Linked DNA regions of Anas platyrhynchos: region 2 is linked to region 1. The links are chromatin contacts, called in public Hi-C maps. All regions are on one chromosome and are shown on one strand. The core of a region is the stretch at or near the end of the contact, and the rest is flanking DNA. Distances in the headings are between cores, read along the strand shown.

What was found. Hi-C and Micro-C count contacts between places; a contact is called where the count stands out from the background.
Region 2: a contact with region 1 is called in a Hi-C map of skeletal muscle, with 1.4 times the contacts expected there. The contact joins the enhancer-like site here to the promoter of LAMC1 in region 1. A contact is called at or near these places in 3 of 8 Hi-C or Micro-C datasets (F5 follicle, skeletal muscle and subcutaneous adipose tissue).

The regions. Positions count from the first base shown.
Region 1 is chr8:20,240,839-20,245,240 of IASCAAS_PekinDuck_T2T, forward strand. It overlaps LAMC1 (laminin subunit gamma 1), which reads left to right and starts at 2,327. Exons shown (of 28, transcript XM_038182826.2): 1 at 2,327-2,840. The coding sequence starts at 2,444. LOC140003067 (a long non-coding RNA gene) reads left to right here. Exons shown (of 8, transcript XR_011811019.1): 8 at 1-914.
Region 2 is chr8:20,274,644-20,279,045 of IASCAAS_PekinDuck_T2T, forward strand. All of the region lies in intron 1 of LAMC1 (laminin subunit gamma 1), which reads left to right. Among named protein-coding and RNA genes, the nearest start is that of LAMC2, 32 kb to the right of the region's middle. Within about 2 kb of position 2,493, at least 5 of the 8 cell types and tissues checked have an H3K27ac peak or open chromatin away from gene starts, as enhancers often do. A contact at or near this core is called in F5 follicle and subcutaneous adipose tissue, where this site is marked.

The sequences.
Region 1 (4,402 bases), core at 1,077-3,576:
TGGATGGGGAGTGGATGTCTGCTGTAATTACTGTTGTTTGGATTGTGTCCACTGAGAAAAGTAGACGGGCCTGTGGGAAGCCTCTGCGTTATGGGGGTCACGGCAGGGCAGAGCCAAGTGTGCTTCATCTCCCACCACTGCACACACTTCCTCTGCTGGCTGTGCCAGCCTGAGAGGCAAATTGTTCAAATGCAGCTGCTGGAAACTTCTTCCTACATCTCCCAGACCAGGCAGATTGTGAAAAGTAACATCAGGTTGCTTGGGTGCCTTCTCCGGTGGCTGATAACTCTATAAGACTGATAGCACAGGGCTTTTCTGTCATTTATTTTTTTGTGTAAACTGACATAAAAGTATGAAGTGAAATGTTTAGGTGTTGAGCAGTTTTCATGCTTGTTGTTTTTCTTTGTGGGGATAACTTCTAACAACCTGTTTTAAAAATTGAGACCCATGGAGCAACCAGGCTCAGCTTTGACAGTCTAAAACTTGTGAACAGTTTTCCTTAGCATGTGCATTGAAATTTTTTGTATGAACAAGTACTGAAGATAAATGAGTATGGGAAGACCAAAACTTAAAATGTGTGTTGTCCTGTGATGCTTACTAGAAACATTCTGGACTTTATAACCTCAAGTGGGTCAAATGTATCTACTTAATTTAATTCTGCAAGACAAGCATGTCTCATCTGTTCCTTGCAGAAAAGTAAAAAGGCTCTTTATGTAGGTGTGTTAGTGTTTTCCTTGAGCTGCTGTGGAAGGAGAGAGATTAACTGTGCTTCTACTTTCTTTCCAACTGCTTGTGGGTGTACAATACCTTGTTGCAATTTTGTTGTTGTTGTTGATCAAATGGAAAGAAAATAGCCATTTTCTTCTTCTATTTCCTGTAAGTGGTGCTACTGTAATAAAGGCTGTTTCCTCTCAGGTTTTTATGGTGCTTTTGCTTTTTCGCATTTCATCTCTCTGTTCTGACTCTCTCCCCTCTTGCTCTCATTCATTTAATTTGATCTGAGTACCTCAAAGAAGAATTAAAGTAACAAAGTGCCATTTTTTACAGTCATCTTTATATATTTTTTTCCTGCCCACCTCTTGGCTAAATACAGAGCATGTTTTTCTGAGTCTTGGTATCATTGCAGTTAGTGCAGTTTGGGGCAATAAGTGCTTGAATACTTGAACCTGCTTTCAAAGAAGCAGCCATGTCATTTTTTTACCATTCTTTCATTTATCCCCATGCTGTCTAAGCCCAGCACAGTTACCAACATTATCCACAAATATTATTTGCTCTTTTTTGGTGGTTACCCATAAGTTTTGTTGTTCTGCCCAGGCTGAAGTCCTATCTATTTAGCAGTCCTTCCTTCCTTTCAGGCAACTCCTCCCACACAGCTTGACTCACTCTACTTCGTGGGATTTTCCAGTCACAAGAATTTATTGACCCAGGTGCTGTTACTGTTATTCGCCCTGTAAGCACTGGAAAGTTAGAGAGGTTACCTGGCTGTCCTGCTCTATCAGCACCAGATAAATACTGACCCCAGAATTATTACTTGTGACACCTTCCCTTTCGGATTCGAGTCTGCGTCAGTAACCTGGCAGCAGTGAAGGGTTTCCCAGTGCCTAAATGAAACAGATTTGGGTTGTAAACCCTGATAACATGGAGCCTTTTCCATGGAAAAGGAATTGTGCACTTTCATACATGAAGTTGGCAATCGGTAACTACTTAAAACCTGCTTCATTTACGTGAGCTCAAATAGCTAAGTGGGAAAAGAGTATTTTATTTACTTTTGTGTGTTGCAAAAGCAATGTATTTACAGGAATACGCTGGGATGCTTTGCTAGGCTCCAAGCTTTGACGGGCTGCTTCAGCAGGTAAGGCGCTGAAGAGCGAGCACAGCTCGGGCTCGCGGAGGTGTAATTCTGATTTTGGCGAGATCAGCGCGAGCTCGGTGAGCAAAGCGTGGCCGCACCGCTCCGCTGCAGCGTTACAAACGAGTGGCAAGGGAGAAGCCGCGGCCAAGGGCACGAAGCGGGTTCTGACGGGAAGAACCAAGCGTGGGGACTCGGTGCTCTCAGGTGCTCCCAGCCCAGCCGCCCCCTCCTCTGTCAGCAGCACCCCTCCGGCTCGGGACCCGGAGCCTGCAGCCAGCCCCGGACCCCCCGCCCGGAGCCCCCCGGGCGGCGCCGCGCCGCGGGTCCCCGCCCTCCGCGGCCGCCCCCGTCCCCCCCTCCCCGCATTCCAGCGGCGGGGCCGGGCCGGGCCATGGCGGCCGGGGGCAGCTCCCGGCCTGCCCCGCGCCGCCCGCCCGCCCCTCGGCAGCTCGCCCGGCTCCGCCCGGCGGCGCGGCGCGGCCCGGCCCAGCCCGCAGCGGGAGCAGGGCGCGAGTCGGCGGCTCGGAGCTGCGCGGCGGCCCCAGGCAGCCCCCGCCGCCCCCCGGCCCCCTCGGCCCGAGCCCCGCCGCCATGCGCGGCGGCGGGCGCCGGGCGCTGCCGCTGGTGCTGGCGGCGCTGGCGGCCCTGGCGCTGCCCCGCGGCTGCGGCGCCGCCATGGACGAGTGCGCGGAGGAGCGGAGCGGGCGGCCGCAGCGCTGCATGCCCGAGTTCGTCAACGCCGCCTTCAACGCCACGGTGGTGGCCACCAACACGTGCGGGTCGCCGGCCGAGGAGTACTGCGTGCAGACCGGCGTCACCGGCGTCACCCAGTCCTGCCACCTCTGCGACGCCGCCCAGCCCCACCTGCGGCACGGCGCCGCCTTCCTCACCGACTACAACAGCCAGGCCGACACCACCTGGTGGCAGAGCCAGAGCATGCTGGCCGGCGTGCAGCACCCCGCCGCCGTCAACCTCACCCTGCACCTGGGTAAGGCGGCGCGGGGCCGGCAGCCCCTCGGGGGGGGAATGGCCGAGGGGTCGCTGAGTAACCCGCGGTAACCGCACGGCCCCGCCCCGGAGCTCAGCGACGCGCCTCGTCCTGCAGAAAGCCCCGCTTGGGGTCAGGGGGGTGGGCGTCGGGTTTCGGGACCTTTGGGTGGGATGTGCCCGTGTCTCATGTGATGGAGGCGAGCCGTGGGCTCCCCTGGCAGCAGCGCCTGCCGCCTGCACCCACCCTGGAGCCCCTGGTGTTGGGAGCGCTGCGATGAGCGCACCGGCGTTACCGGGGCTAGGGGAGCGCGTTTGAGTTAGGGCAGGCGGTAACACCTCTTGTTCTGCTTTAGTTTTTACTTTTTGTACATCGGGAATTGTTATTCTCGTCATTGGAGAAAGCAGTAAGCTAAGAGTTGATTTCATGTATTAATAGAACATCATCATAATCCTTTATATTACGGTAAACCTTAGATCATCATCATAACCCTTTATATCAAGGTAAACTTTAGTTTATAGGCTTATCTGCATTACTGCTGCATTTGGTCCTGTGCAGCTCTGTGTGTGTATATATATATCATTTGAAAAACAATCCGCTTTTCTAACATACTAGAACAAACGATGTGCCGTGTCCCAGGCTTTGAAGAAGTGTGCTCGTGTCTTTTGTGAAAACACCATCTTTAAAACATCGCTGGCAAATCAATATTGTGGCACTGCAATGTGGCATCGTCAATCACCTGGGTTTCAGGTTTGTTTTAAAGGAAAGCTGCCTGCCCCACTATGAGGTGCTTGCTCTGGGCTTGATTGTGGCAGGAGTTAATTTTAAGACTTAATAGCAAAGTGTTAAGCTACTTATGCAGGTGGTGTTGTATGGTTTTGTGAGGCGTTTGGGGGCACGAAGCCCTTCTACACAACTGATTCTGCATGATCTCCAAGGACCCGCTTGATGCTGCAGCCGCCTTTACTCCTGAAAGCGCTGCTATCCTGGCTGCTCAGCACTGCTGTGCGCCCCTTCAGGGCTGGCAGCATCCCCTCTGTGCCTCCAGCTTGCAAATGCTGACCTGTGCTGAGTTTTTGCCAACTTGGGATGTCTTGATTAATGTACAATGATGTTCGGCCTGTGTAGAGCAGGGTAATGTTTTCCTGCCACAGCAGAAGGCAAATAAGAGATGCAAGGCTGTTGTCAACATGTGAAAGCGGGCTGTTGGGCCTTGTAACTTCTTTGGAAATTCTAAGAATTTACACATCAAGTTTAAAAACCTTAGCTTGGGAATTGGATGCTAGCAGGCAGGTTGGTATAGAGAATAGCGTGGATCAGCATTATGAAGTTGCAGGTGTGTGTGGACAGGAGATCTCAGCCCAAAAACTATGATGCTCATAGAAGAGAGGGGAAATTACCACCCCTTCTAGAAATGGCTATCAGCAGTCATAAATGCTTCTTATCTTCGTATGAAAGAGCACCAAGGCCCTCCAAGTAAGAGCCTTCCCCCAAGAGCTCTGGAGAAGCGAGCGTGTCTCTGATTCGCATGTAAGCGAGCTGATGGGTGAGAGCAGGAGCGC
Region 2 (4,402 bases), core at 1,243-3,742, 34 kb after region 1:
ACTTGGTTTGACCCATAGCTGTTGAGCACAGGCCATGGAGCAGTTTCTGGCCACTTCATACCAGCAGATGAACTTGCCAAGGATCCCAATCTGCTGTCACCCAGATCTTCTTGCCTTGGTGCTGATGCTGGTAGCAGGAGGTAGCTTTGCAGTCTGGGTACATGAACGAAATAGAGCCCCTCCCAAAATGGCACATGGAGCCCTCGATCATCTGTGATCCGTCTGCACTTGCCTTTTTAAAACAAGCTTTTATCATTTGTGCTGAAAAAGGGCTTTGAGGCTGCTTGTGCAGATAGGACTTCCGTGTTGTACATGGTATCTGTCTTTCCAGTCCCTAATGAATAAACACAGCTGGCTTTTTTGGGAAGTCAACTTAACATCTTTGCATCAAAGCTGTACAAATAAAGCAGCAAGCCTTACTGAATTATTGGACAACATTTTCTGATTTTTATGCTGATCCACACGCTGACTTCTCATCATCAGATGAAAAAAATGTGTTTTTTCTTTTCTTTTTTTTTTTTTATTATTTCCTGAGGCTGCCTGCAGCCCATGCAGGGGGAAGCAACTTTCCCCTCCTCCCACTTTGGAAACATGACTGGAACAAGCAGCCTTGATGACTTATCAATGTTGGATTATTATGCAATAATTTACTAGGCAGCCTTTTGCTGTCCGGACCGCCTACACTCCCAAGTCAATTGTGCCTTTGTTCAGGAGTGCTTGGAAGAATGCATGACCTCATGGGGTGGTGGGAGTTCATGTTCGTTCCAGTGTGCTAAAGGCTGCACCAGTTCCACCGAGTGTCCCAAACGCATTTCCTTCCTCCTGCCCTGTTTTGGTACGAATGCCTAGAAAAAGCAATCTGTACTTGTTTCTCCAGGGGCTTTCTTAAAAATGCAAACACTCAACTCAGTGGAGCTCTGCGTGCCGAAATCTCATTTGGTAGAATGTGGTTTGTAATTAGGTTATGTTAAAATCCTTCAGACCTTTCTTGTTCACGACACACCTGCCTGAATCCCTGGGTCCTTCAGGAGAAGACAAGAAAATCAAGCGAAGCTTTCTCATTACCACTTTTCACATATGTTCCCAGGAAGGCCAGGAAGGTTCAGAATGAGACCTGTCGTCCATGATGCTGCGTGGTGTTGTTTTTCTAAGGAAGATCATCGGAAAAGGAGAAACCCTGCATTTTCTTTTCTTTTTTTTTTTTTTTTCTTCAGACTCTGGCTATTCCATTTTATGTGTGACACCAGTGCTGTAATCTTCCTCCTCCACAAATTTTCCCAGAAAAGCTAGGGTGTAGTTACAACAGATATTTGCTCTAGAACTATAATAATTTCTTGCTTTTTGTCATAAGTTTGGCCATTTCATGTGTATGTGATGCAAGCGACATAACTTACCAGTTATGTGTCTTGCAGGTGTTGGGCTGATGTTTACTAAACCTATTTTATTCCAAAAGAGCAAGTTGCTCTGGAAGTTTCTCATTCTCCTATCCTTCTAATTACTGCCCTGCTTTCATTGCTTGTCTGCATGCTGGAAAACCCTTTCCCATTCTGCAGGATGGGATAACTCCTTAAATATTGCCTTTGCACCAGTGGTCCCTGTGCCTGTGCTCTAGGGAGGGTTTCTAGCATGGAAGGCTGCCCAAAATCACGGCAGTAGCTGAGAGTCTGGAGTAGTGGACTCAGGAAGCAGCAATCAGTCTTAAATAAGAGCTCGCTAACTTGCCAGCATCAGTGTGTGTGTTCCTTGCAGCTTTCTGCTTGTGTAGGGTCGCAGTACCTCTGCTACGCCCTGTACATGGTGGGGGCTGCTGCCTCCTGCTATTGCTGGTAGTTCTTCATTCCTCAGAGAGGAGCAGATAGGCGTTTCGCTGCCCTCAAGCCTTTTGCTGGTTCAATATAGTGCTGGATGGTGGGTGGCGGTTCAGGAAGGCAGAATGGAGTTAGGAGGGAGAACAAGAAGGGTGCACGGCTGTGAGTGCCTTCCAGTGAGTGCCTTCCAGTTCTGTGGGCTGGCAAACCTGGCCTTTTGTCCTGGGGCTGAGAGTGGGACGGGTCAGACAGGACAAAAAGCAAAAGGAAATGCCAAGGGTATTGAGAGCTGCTCGCTCTGTCTCGTCATTGTGAATTGGAAATGAAATCTAGTAACAAAATAATAAATACGCTACCGTGTTGTCTTCGGGTCTTTTAAATTTTACACGGAATTGTTGTCAGCAGGTGTCTCTAAGAAAAACGCTGCTTGAAACCAGAGCTAACCAAAAGAGAAACATTCAGAGCAAAGCTGAGCTGTTCCATTACTATTCAGGGAATTTTGCTGAAAATACTTGTGCAGAAGTTTGACTCTGCCTGACGTGGTCTTCTCGGACAGACTTTTATCCTCAGCAGCAAAACAGCTGCATTTTAAAGCTTACTGCTCGGGGGCTGTACTGAGTTGCAGAGAATAAAGGAGAGGGAGCGCGAGCTCTTTCTGAAGCCATGCAGAGGATGTGAGCGGACCGATAATGAAGGAGGCAAGTGTCGGTCGGGGCTTATCTCAAAGGCATCTGCTCACAATCCAGTGCTTGTAGTCAGAGTGCCAGCTGGCGGGATGCTTTCCTGATGTAAATTATCCATCCCTTCTGAGGGGCCTGAGCACAAGGAGGCCTTTTGTGTCTAGGGATGAATTCCTAACTTGGGGGGAAAGGGAAGAATTTCTTGTGAAGATCTAAATAGCATTTAATTTTCCTGACTATCCTTATGGTTTTCAGCATGGTATGTGTCCTGCTAGACCTTGGGACGCAGAAGTGGGAGATGACCCTGCTGACATCCATCAGCTTGCCTGGAGGTTGTGGCCAGCTTGACAACACGGTCAGGTTGCTGGGGGTAGTGTTTAGCAGCTTTCGGCACAGGCAACATCTCTGATACCATCTTCACCCCCTCTCCTCCTTCACCACCCAGACTTGCTAAAATCTGGAACTGAAGTGCTTCCTTGAAGGCTTATCCGTGTGCCTGCTTTAAGAGACTGCTCGTATGTGAGACCAAGTGGACCAAACCGTGGTTAAAAAAATGATCAACGTCTAGAAACAGAAGAGCAATAATTTCTTGTCTTCCAAATTAAATGTTTAAAACTGCCTTTCACCTAGTTATTGCTGTTGCCATTTCTCAGGGTAATAGTAGGATGTATTTATTCAGCCCTGCAAAACTTGAAGGCAGCCTGGAAGGCTTAGCTTTGCTAGCAAAAAGGCTCTGCAACCTTGAAGAGCTCTGCTAGCGGCCAGGCTGCTAAGCACAGCTTTTGCCCTCAGTATAAACAGGGGGAAAACGTATTTCAACACTGTCAGCTGTCTTGGGTAAACGCTATTGTTCCAGCAGTATTTACCCGTGGCGAGCTGATACAGTGCTGGAGCACAGCCCTGCTGCGTGCACTAACTGCATTCCTGTGTCACGCCATCAGCAAGGCCTCTCAAGGAGTTCCAGTGCCAGCTGAAATGAATTTCTTTTCACCTGGGCAAACCCGTGCAGTTTCCAGTGTGTTTTTGTTGGCCCATGGTGTAAAACCGCAGGCAGAGAAGGGGAGGGTTCTTTCCATTTAGCATGGGAGATTTCTGTGGAAAAATGTTTTTGTACTGCCGAGAGTGCATTCTGCACGTGTTGTACCTTTAGCTTAGCTGTTTTTTGTTTTGTTTTGTTTTGCAGGGATCTGTAGGAGACCTGATTGGGGAACAGAGCTATAATCTAGTAGTAGAGAAGGGGAAAAAAACGGGGTTGTTTGCGTGCTGTGGAGGTGACATGGTTGTTTTTGTTGGGACAGCCCTGCAAACCTGACAATCTGTTTCTTTTTTTTGGGACGTGCAGGCTGTGAGCTGCCCTTCCTGCTAGAGCATTTTGTGTTTGTAGAGTGTAAGCACAAGCCCGCTTCTCCTCTTCATTCGCTGGGTTCTTTCACTGCGTTTCCTCCCTGAAGTCATCTTGATGAAGCCTGAACTCGGGTTTTGCTTCTATCTAGAGAGAGGCTGTCCTAGCTGAAGAAAACTGAGCTATTTGTGCACGTCTGGCTATCGGTTTGTGTCTGTGCTTGCCTCGAAGTTCTGCTTACCTGCTCTTCACCTTTTAGCGCTCTTTGCCTTCGGTGAGGACTTGTTCTTGAGAAGAGACCACATAGCAGGAGAAATGGGAAGCCTGTGAGGGTCTGATTTAAACACTTGATATATGCTGCTTCCTCCTCGCTTTGCGCTGAGACTCATACAAAAAATGCTTCTAAATAGAAAGGGGTTGCTCATCTCCTGCTTGAACTGGGCAGCAAGAGGAGGCTTATCCCAAGTTGTGTTATGATGTTGAGTGTTCACACTTAGAATTTCTGGCTTCTGTGGAATCAATTTGTCGTCAACAGTGTGATTGCTTCTCACTTGTTGCCTTCTGTGTGTGAG